2 separate regions of the Sus scrofa genome follow, and region 1 is linked to region 2. A link is a contact called in public HiChIP or PLAC-seq data. All regions are on one chromosome and are shown on one strand. Each heading gives the region's core, a stretch centred on a gene start, on an enhancer-like site or on the middle of the called end of the contact. The rest is flanking DNA. Distances are from core to core; before and after follow the strand shown.

The links. HiChIP or PLAC-seq counts read pairs in DNA pulled down with a chosen protein or histone mark.
Region 1: an H3K27ac HiChIP or PLAC-seq map of skeletal muscle shows a contact between it and region 2, with 8 times the contacts expected there. The contact joins two enhancer-like sites. A contact is called at or near these places in 3 of 47 Hi-C or Micro-C datasets (heart right ventricle and skeletal muscle) and 1 of 2 datasets of contacts at active chromatin or transcription factors (skeletal muscle).

What each region holds. Positions count from the first base shown.
Region 1 is chr9:85,400,342-85,403,630 of Sscrofa11.1, forward strand. It overlaps LOC106504972 (a long non-coding RNA gene), which reads left to right. Exons shown (of 3, transcript XR_001298981.2): 1 at 1-3,289. Among named protein-coding and RNA genes, the nearest start is that of ISPD, 310 kb to the right of the region's middle. Within about 2 kb of position 1,425, at least 12 of the 83 cell types and tissues checked have an H3K27ac peak or open chromatin away from gene starts, as enhancers often do. A contact at or near this core is called in skeletal muscle, where this site is marked.
Region 2 is chr9:85,161,875-85,165,354 of Sscrofa11.1, forward strand. No RefSeq gene overlaps it. Among named protein-coding and RNA genes, the nearest start is that of MEOX2, 150 kb to the left of the region's middle. Within about 2 kb of position 1,882, at least 13 of the 83 cell types and tissues checked have an H3K27ac peak or open chromatin away from gene starts, as enhancers often do. A contact at or near this core is called in skeletal muscle, where this site is marked.

The DNA.
Region 1 (3,289 bases), core at 175-2,674, 240 kb after region 2:
TATGTTTCACAGGAAATTCCCAGCACAGTTTTACATTTGACCTAAAAGCATAAAGTCCAAAGGAGTTTGGACACATCCACATATATGTGGGGTTTTATTTACAGAATGTATTTCTATAAAAGTCTCAGTATCATTTGTGTTAAGTAATGTAAAAGTACTACATTGGGTTTTAAATGGGGAAAGACCGAAGAAATACAAATTCTCACACTTTTCATCTCAGTTCTAACAGCAACTCTCTGGCCATTTGAATAATGCTACTAATTGTCCTGTATGTAAATTTGGGTGTAGCTGTATTTCATCTTGGATGTTTGATGTCTTTCTTATAATCATTTAGATTCATAATGATTCCCATAGGGAATTGATTTGTTCTTGTGAGGACTCATCAATAATCTCTCTCTTGCTGCATTTAATTAAAATCACTAAGCTATGTTTTAGTAAAGACAAATGGCAGTCTCTACCTATTAGCATCTCCAAGAATTTAAGTAAACTCCTGATCAGACGTGAAATCTGATATGACTCTTAAAAATACTTTCTGAAATTTCACATCTGAATTAAGAAATTAATGAAAGAGAGGGAGAGGAGGAGTGAAAGGGAAAGAGAGGGAGGGGAGAAGGGGAGATAGAAAGAGAGAGAGAGAAGCAAATAAACCCAAAATAAGGATTTTGCAGACTAGCCTCAGACGGCTGCCTCAGATACGTTTTAGTCCAACTGCTATTTCTCCAGTTAGCGTACAATGTGCTGTGTGTGAAAACACTCATATATAAACAGGAATTTGAGCTCTGCAACACTTCTGCTTACTTTCTCTTCTTCTCCTCTCCCCTCCCTTCCCTATGTCCTTTTACTTCCTAATCTCCCAAATCAAATGCTAAATCAGGAGCAATAGCCTACAATTAGCCTTTTCAATTAAAATGTAGAGTTCAAAGTTGACTCCAAAGTGAGTAATTGCTTTTGAAAACCACAACCGGCAGGCAGCTGCCAGATTATTACAACAGTTTATTTAACCTCAAAACATCTGATCAATTTTATTATCTCAGCAGAAGAGAGATATCCTGGAGAGTAGGGTTTAAAATATACTACTCATCTTAGATGTCTGAGAGAAGATAAAAATTCCTCAGTGCTATAAATATCCCTTTGCCATCACCTTGCTGAGAAAACAAACTCCTATCACACTTGCTTCATTTGAAAGTTAACAGAAACTAAGAAACTAAAGGCAAAAGCATCATCATGATATGAGCTAGGGCAGAAATGTGGGGAAGGGAGCCAGGAACAGACAATTTACAAAATTACAAGGTTTAAAAACATTCAAACATCCGGCTCATGATGTTTGGGATTTTTAATCATCCAGAAAGGAGACTCAGAGAAGGCTGCCAACCTCACCAAAACAAAGACTATCACGTTTCCAGAGTCCTGATTTGGCTGCCTCCACACTGCTGCTCTTATTTATTTATTTTTTTATTTTTTATTTTTTTAAATCTGCTCTGTGGCTCAAGGGATAAAAAGGATGGAAATCTTCATGTTATACAAATGGCCTGGGGAGCCTTCAGAGCTCCTGGCTCCACCCAGCAAGGCCAGGGCACAGAACACACAGAACCCTCCAGCCTCCACTTCTGGGGATCCCTCCCACCCCCTCTTCCTGACCTTCCTGTTCCCCATCTTGCCAGGCTGTCCCTACACCCTTGGATTTCATCTTGCCACTGCTTCTGCAAGCTTCCTGAAACCTACCACACTGAACAGGCTGTGCCCATCATTTTACCTTCTCTTCCAGATTCGTTGTGAAGATTCAGTGGCTATTATATGTACAGTGCTTAGAGACAACTCCCCACCCCTCGCCCCCTGTGGTGCACAGGAAGTGCTATATAAGTGTTAGCCTTTTGTTTTTATAATTCACTCAGGATGTAGTCTTTACTTCTCTTTGGCTCTGGACTTGGCCTCTGGGACAGTTCTACCTGCTCCCAGGCCCACCTTCCAGCACTTAGAACATCTCTTCAGAGGCAGAGTTCAAACACCTAGTTTATACCGAGGCTGTTTTGGTGTCCTTACTTAAGGGTCATGTTATAAGAAGGCTTTGGTACAATCATATATCTCTCACTGAATTTCCAGCAATTTAACCACCTTAAAAAATGACTCCGAATTATAGTTACTTCCAAAATATACCACCATTCCCAGCCACAGGGATCCTAATTCCCATTCGAGGAATATTACTATTGCACCTTTTCTGCCCATTCTAGCAACTGTCCACTTGAAAGAAAAACAACATTCAAAGAACAAGTCAATTTAGGAAATGTTCATGGGAAAGAAACCACTCATTTCTACAAAACGAGCCTTCAGTATCCGAAAAATCATGAATCTAAATACTTATTGTGTTTTATAGTCTGATGATTGTTTTTTATATCTATTTCCCAATCCCATTTCACTTTTCCTTCTAGAACCATGCAATATTATTTGATAGCCTTACATTCCTAGGAATTCTTGTATAAGAATGTTTTGTGTATATTTTAATGTAAAGTGCATTGATTTATAACCTAATAATTCATAAAGGTTATTGATTTATAAAAATGTGACTCATTCTATTTATTAGTTTTAATCATTCAATCCAGTGTTTTCATAAAATATTCATGTGATTTTTTTGTACATCTAGTTTGTTACTAGTCATTACTGCAGAGAACCAAAGTGCGTACCCATAATATTTTTACCTAACCACTAAATGCATGCCATTAATTAACAACAAAAATATTAACATTCAATCTCATATTTGATCAAACTGATTTAAAGTCACAGTGATTCTGCTAACTCACTGAAGGAATTTTTTCTCCCTCCAATCTTAAGAGTTTTCCACCTGAATTATCTGAACAAATGATCTCTCTTTCGCTTTCTGGTAAAGATACATTCAGAGAAATTAGTATTTTTTGTTTGTTTGTTTTGAAATCTGATTGTCAGCAATCAACACATGAGACACAGAGCAATATCAAACAAAATATCTTAAAAGCCTTGTGGAAATAGGCCATAAGTAAAAAGTAAATAATTAGCCAGCCATGTTTTCATCATCTATACAACGTTTTAACCACAAAAATGTAGGAAATGCACAAGATCCCAAAGATGTTATTCAAATTCCTGCACTGCAGCACTATTTGATATAATATAAAACCAGAAACAACTTAAATGCCTATCACTAAGGAAACTAGAGTCTAAATAAAATATGAGATTTTAAGCAACTATAAAAAACGAAGTAATTCTATAAGTACTGACACAGGAACATCTTAAAAATCCATTGTCAGTGAAAAAAGCAGCC
Region 2 (3,480 bases), core at 632-3,131:
AAATCTCTATAAACTCTTATCTAAGGAGAAAGCAAAGATCTAAATCTGTATAACAACCTCATCCTTATTTACTGTGTTTTTCCTGATAACCTCCTTAACTGGTTCCCAACATTTTATATTATCTTTAGATGGAGATGGTATTTAAAGAGATGGCTTGGACCATTTCAGGGAGTTAGTTTCCTTGGGTCTTTCCTAAATATATAGAAGGAATAGATGCTATTAAACTTCTGTTTCTCTCCTGTTAATCTGTCTTTTCCTACAGGGCATAACTCAGACAAGAGCAAAGAAGGGTAGAGGAAAATTTATTTTTCTCCACTGAACTTTATTTGAATGAAATAAATGTATTATTAATGTTTCAAAGTAAGTATATTCTTCCTGTGACATATTTTGTTTCTAGTGTGATGGCAATTATGAGGTCAGAAATAATACTGCATTTTATATTTTAGCATAAACTATTTTGGTTTTAGAAAATTCCTCTTTGGGTAGAGACATACTTTAGCTGAATTTTCTAACTTTGCAAAGTCCAAAATAAAAGTTATCTTTGGAGTTCCCGTCGTGGCTCACTGGTTAACGAATCCGACTAGGAACCATGAGGTTGCGGGTTCATCCCTGGTCTCGCTCAGTGGGTTAAGGATCCGGCGTTGCCGTGAGCTGTGGTGTAGGTCACAGACGGAGCCGGGACCCTGTGTTGCTGTGGCTCTGGCGTAGACTGGGCGGCTACGGCTCCGATTAGACCCCTAGCCTGGGAAACTCCATATGCTGCCGGTGCAGCCTTTAGAAAAGACAAAAAGACCAAAAAAAAAAAAAAAAAAGGGTTATCTGTAAGAAACACCTTGCTTCAGCATACACATATTTTATATGATACATAATGGAAGATTACGATAATGGAAGATTATGGCAGATTATAATAATAAATTTGCCTAAAAACTATATATGAAAGAATCTGATTATGAAATTAGTTCCTTGTTAAATAGGTCCAAAACAAAGGCAAGGTGGTTTTAAAATGTATACTTTAAAAAAAAGCAACTGCATCAAAGGAAAAACTATAGGAAAAGCAAAACTTTCAAAATGTGATTTTAAGAAATAGAATTAGAGAACACCATTAATACAATATGTGATGTGCTAAAATCTTTTAATTATTTTAGAATTCAGAACTGCTATTGCTTACTTAAAATTGTTGCATAACTCCAAAGTGCCATTATAATTCAACCCAAATGGTATAGTACTTCAATGAGCTGATGGAATTGATTCAGGACATTAAAGAGATGCCTGCAAAGTTATAAATCTCTATTCTAGTCAGGAGTGAAGAGGTTAATTCAGTATTCCACTAAAAATCAAACTGGCAGAAATGTTTCCAGGAACATGTTTTTTTTTTTCCCCTCTTCTCTCTCTTCTGCTCCTCTCTCTCTCTCTCTCTTTCTCTCTCTCTCTTTCTCTCTCTCTTTTTACTCAGTAGGGGTTTGGAGAAGAAGTTTGGAAGGGAAGGAGAGGGCTGGTTCCAGGCCCCCTGCATTCCCCAGAGCACCATTGCGGAAGGGGGAGGGCTTCCTGCCCAGGCAGCCATCTGTAACATTCTGAGAACAGCAGGAACCCCGGCTGCTCCAGTCAGAAGCCCAGGGTGAGGATTCTGTCTGCATTCAAAGAAAAAACTGGAGGAGTTTCCCCTCTTATTTCTCAAATTCTCTTGCCTCTCTTTTCTTTTTTTTTTTTTTTTAATCTGTTGCTGGTGAGCAATGGAGCTGGCTTTATTTGGAGTTGCTTTTGTAAGTGAAGTAGCATCTCAGCAATGTCAGATCAATACTTTTGAGGAGATTGGCTTGACCAGTACCAAAATACCTCCTAGAATGTGCTGGCAGCAAGCTGGGAATGTCATCATCCCAGCTAATGTCACACTATGGAACACTTTCTGGGATCAGTGGACGTGTGTCTGATGTTTCCTAAAGTTACTGCTTTCTAGGCTTGAGTCAATTAGAGCTGTTTTTTTGGAAAGTAGTGTCATTTAAAATGTATTTTATAAAAGTTATTTTTGTGCCTATAATTTGGGGCTCACACATCTGTTATTTCCTCCAGTCCTTGGCATGCACAATATGCTGCCTATGGAAAGTAGTAAAGAGTGACAATGGAAAAAATAACAAGGGCTTTTTTACTTTCAACATCTGGAGAAAACACTTTTAAGGAAATGTTAACAAATAGGTACAGGAATTGATAAAGTAAAAAATATGTATGCTTCCTTATAGAGACAAAAATAATCAGAATAGAAGGATTTTTTATAATCACTTTTATGCAAAGAATACAATAAATTTAGCAATTAAAATGATATTATTTAAGAAGATTCAGTTCACATCCTTTCCTAGGGTCAGCCAAATGACTAATGTCAAATCCCCAAAGCACATAGGTACAAAAACATTTTCTCAGAGAAAAAGAAAGGCATAGGAGTCCAATTTTCAAATTTTCCTTTTTTCCATTTTTCAATAAAGCTTTACTATTATATTTAGATTCCTGGCATCAGTCTAGGGAAGCAAACAAATTCTACTGTAGAATATGAAACTTAAAAATAAGAAAGAAAATCTTCAGTAAGCATTCCAGTGCAGAGATAAATATTAGGATGAACAATGTGACCATAGTGTTATTGAAGAAAAAATGTGCAAATATGAATGTACTCTCTTCGTATACACCAGAATAACTTAATGACAAAACGCGCTTCAAGGGAAAATAAATCATAATGAATATCTACTACTGTTTTACCAAAAGAACGGCGAATATGTTTCAGCATAGTTTTTCTATATTTTCATACCTAAAATAAGCATTAGTAAATATTTCCATCTAGTCTAATTTTACTTTTCGCCCTAAATTACAGTGTTACAATGGTATAGGCTAATTTATAAAGGTATTGCATCAAACTTTGAAAACGCAGAGAATCAAATGTAATAGTTCCTTTTTTCTGAGAATTACCCATTGTTCAGATGAGAACAAAAAATCCAAATCAGTATTTGAAAAAAAAAAAAAAAAAGAACATCTTGACAAAATACTATAACAAAACTTATTTAAAAATTGCAAAATCAGATGTGTAGAAATACTTAAAACTTTAGAAAGTAGATTGCTTCCAGGTGCATAGAGTTAGTGCTTATGGGGTTAGCGTGCCCTTGATGGGGGTGGGAGAGGCACTTTCTAAGGTTGCATTCATTCCTTTCTTGTGTCTAGTCATCTTGATTTCAATGTCTAGGATTAAGCTTTGAGTTAAACATCTCAGAACTTACTTTCCTTTTAATACTAGAATCAAAAAGACCAATACCACCATCAGAATCATGAGACTACCATGTAATACCATAAAAACCTATTACTAATTCACCATTGTATGATAACAAATAATTATTGTAAAAAAAAAAAAGGATGCCCTGATTCATAAAACCAGTGTTTCTTACCTGTAGGTAAACCACTTAGAAATCCAACTAGCTAATGAATTGACCGTGAGGACATGTT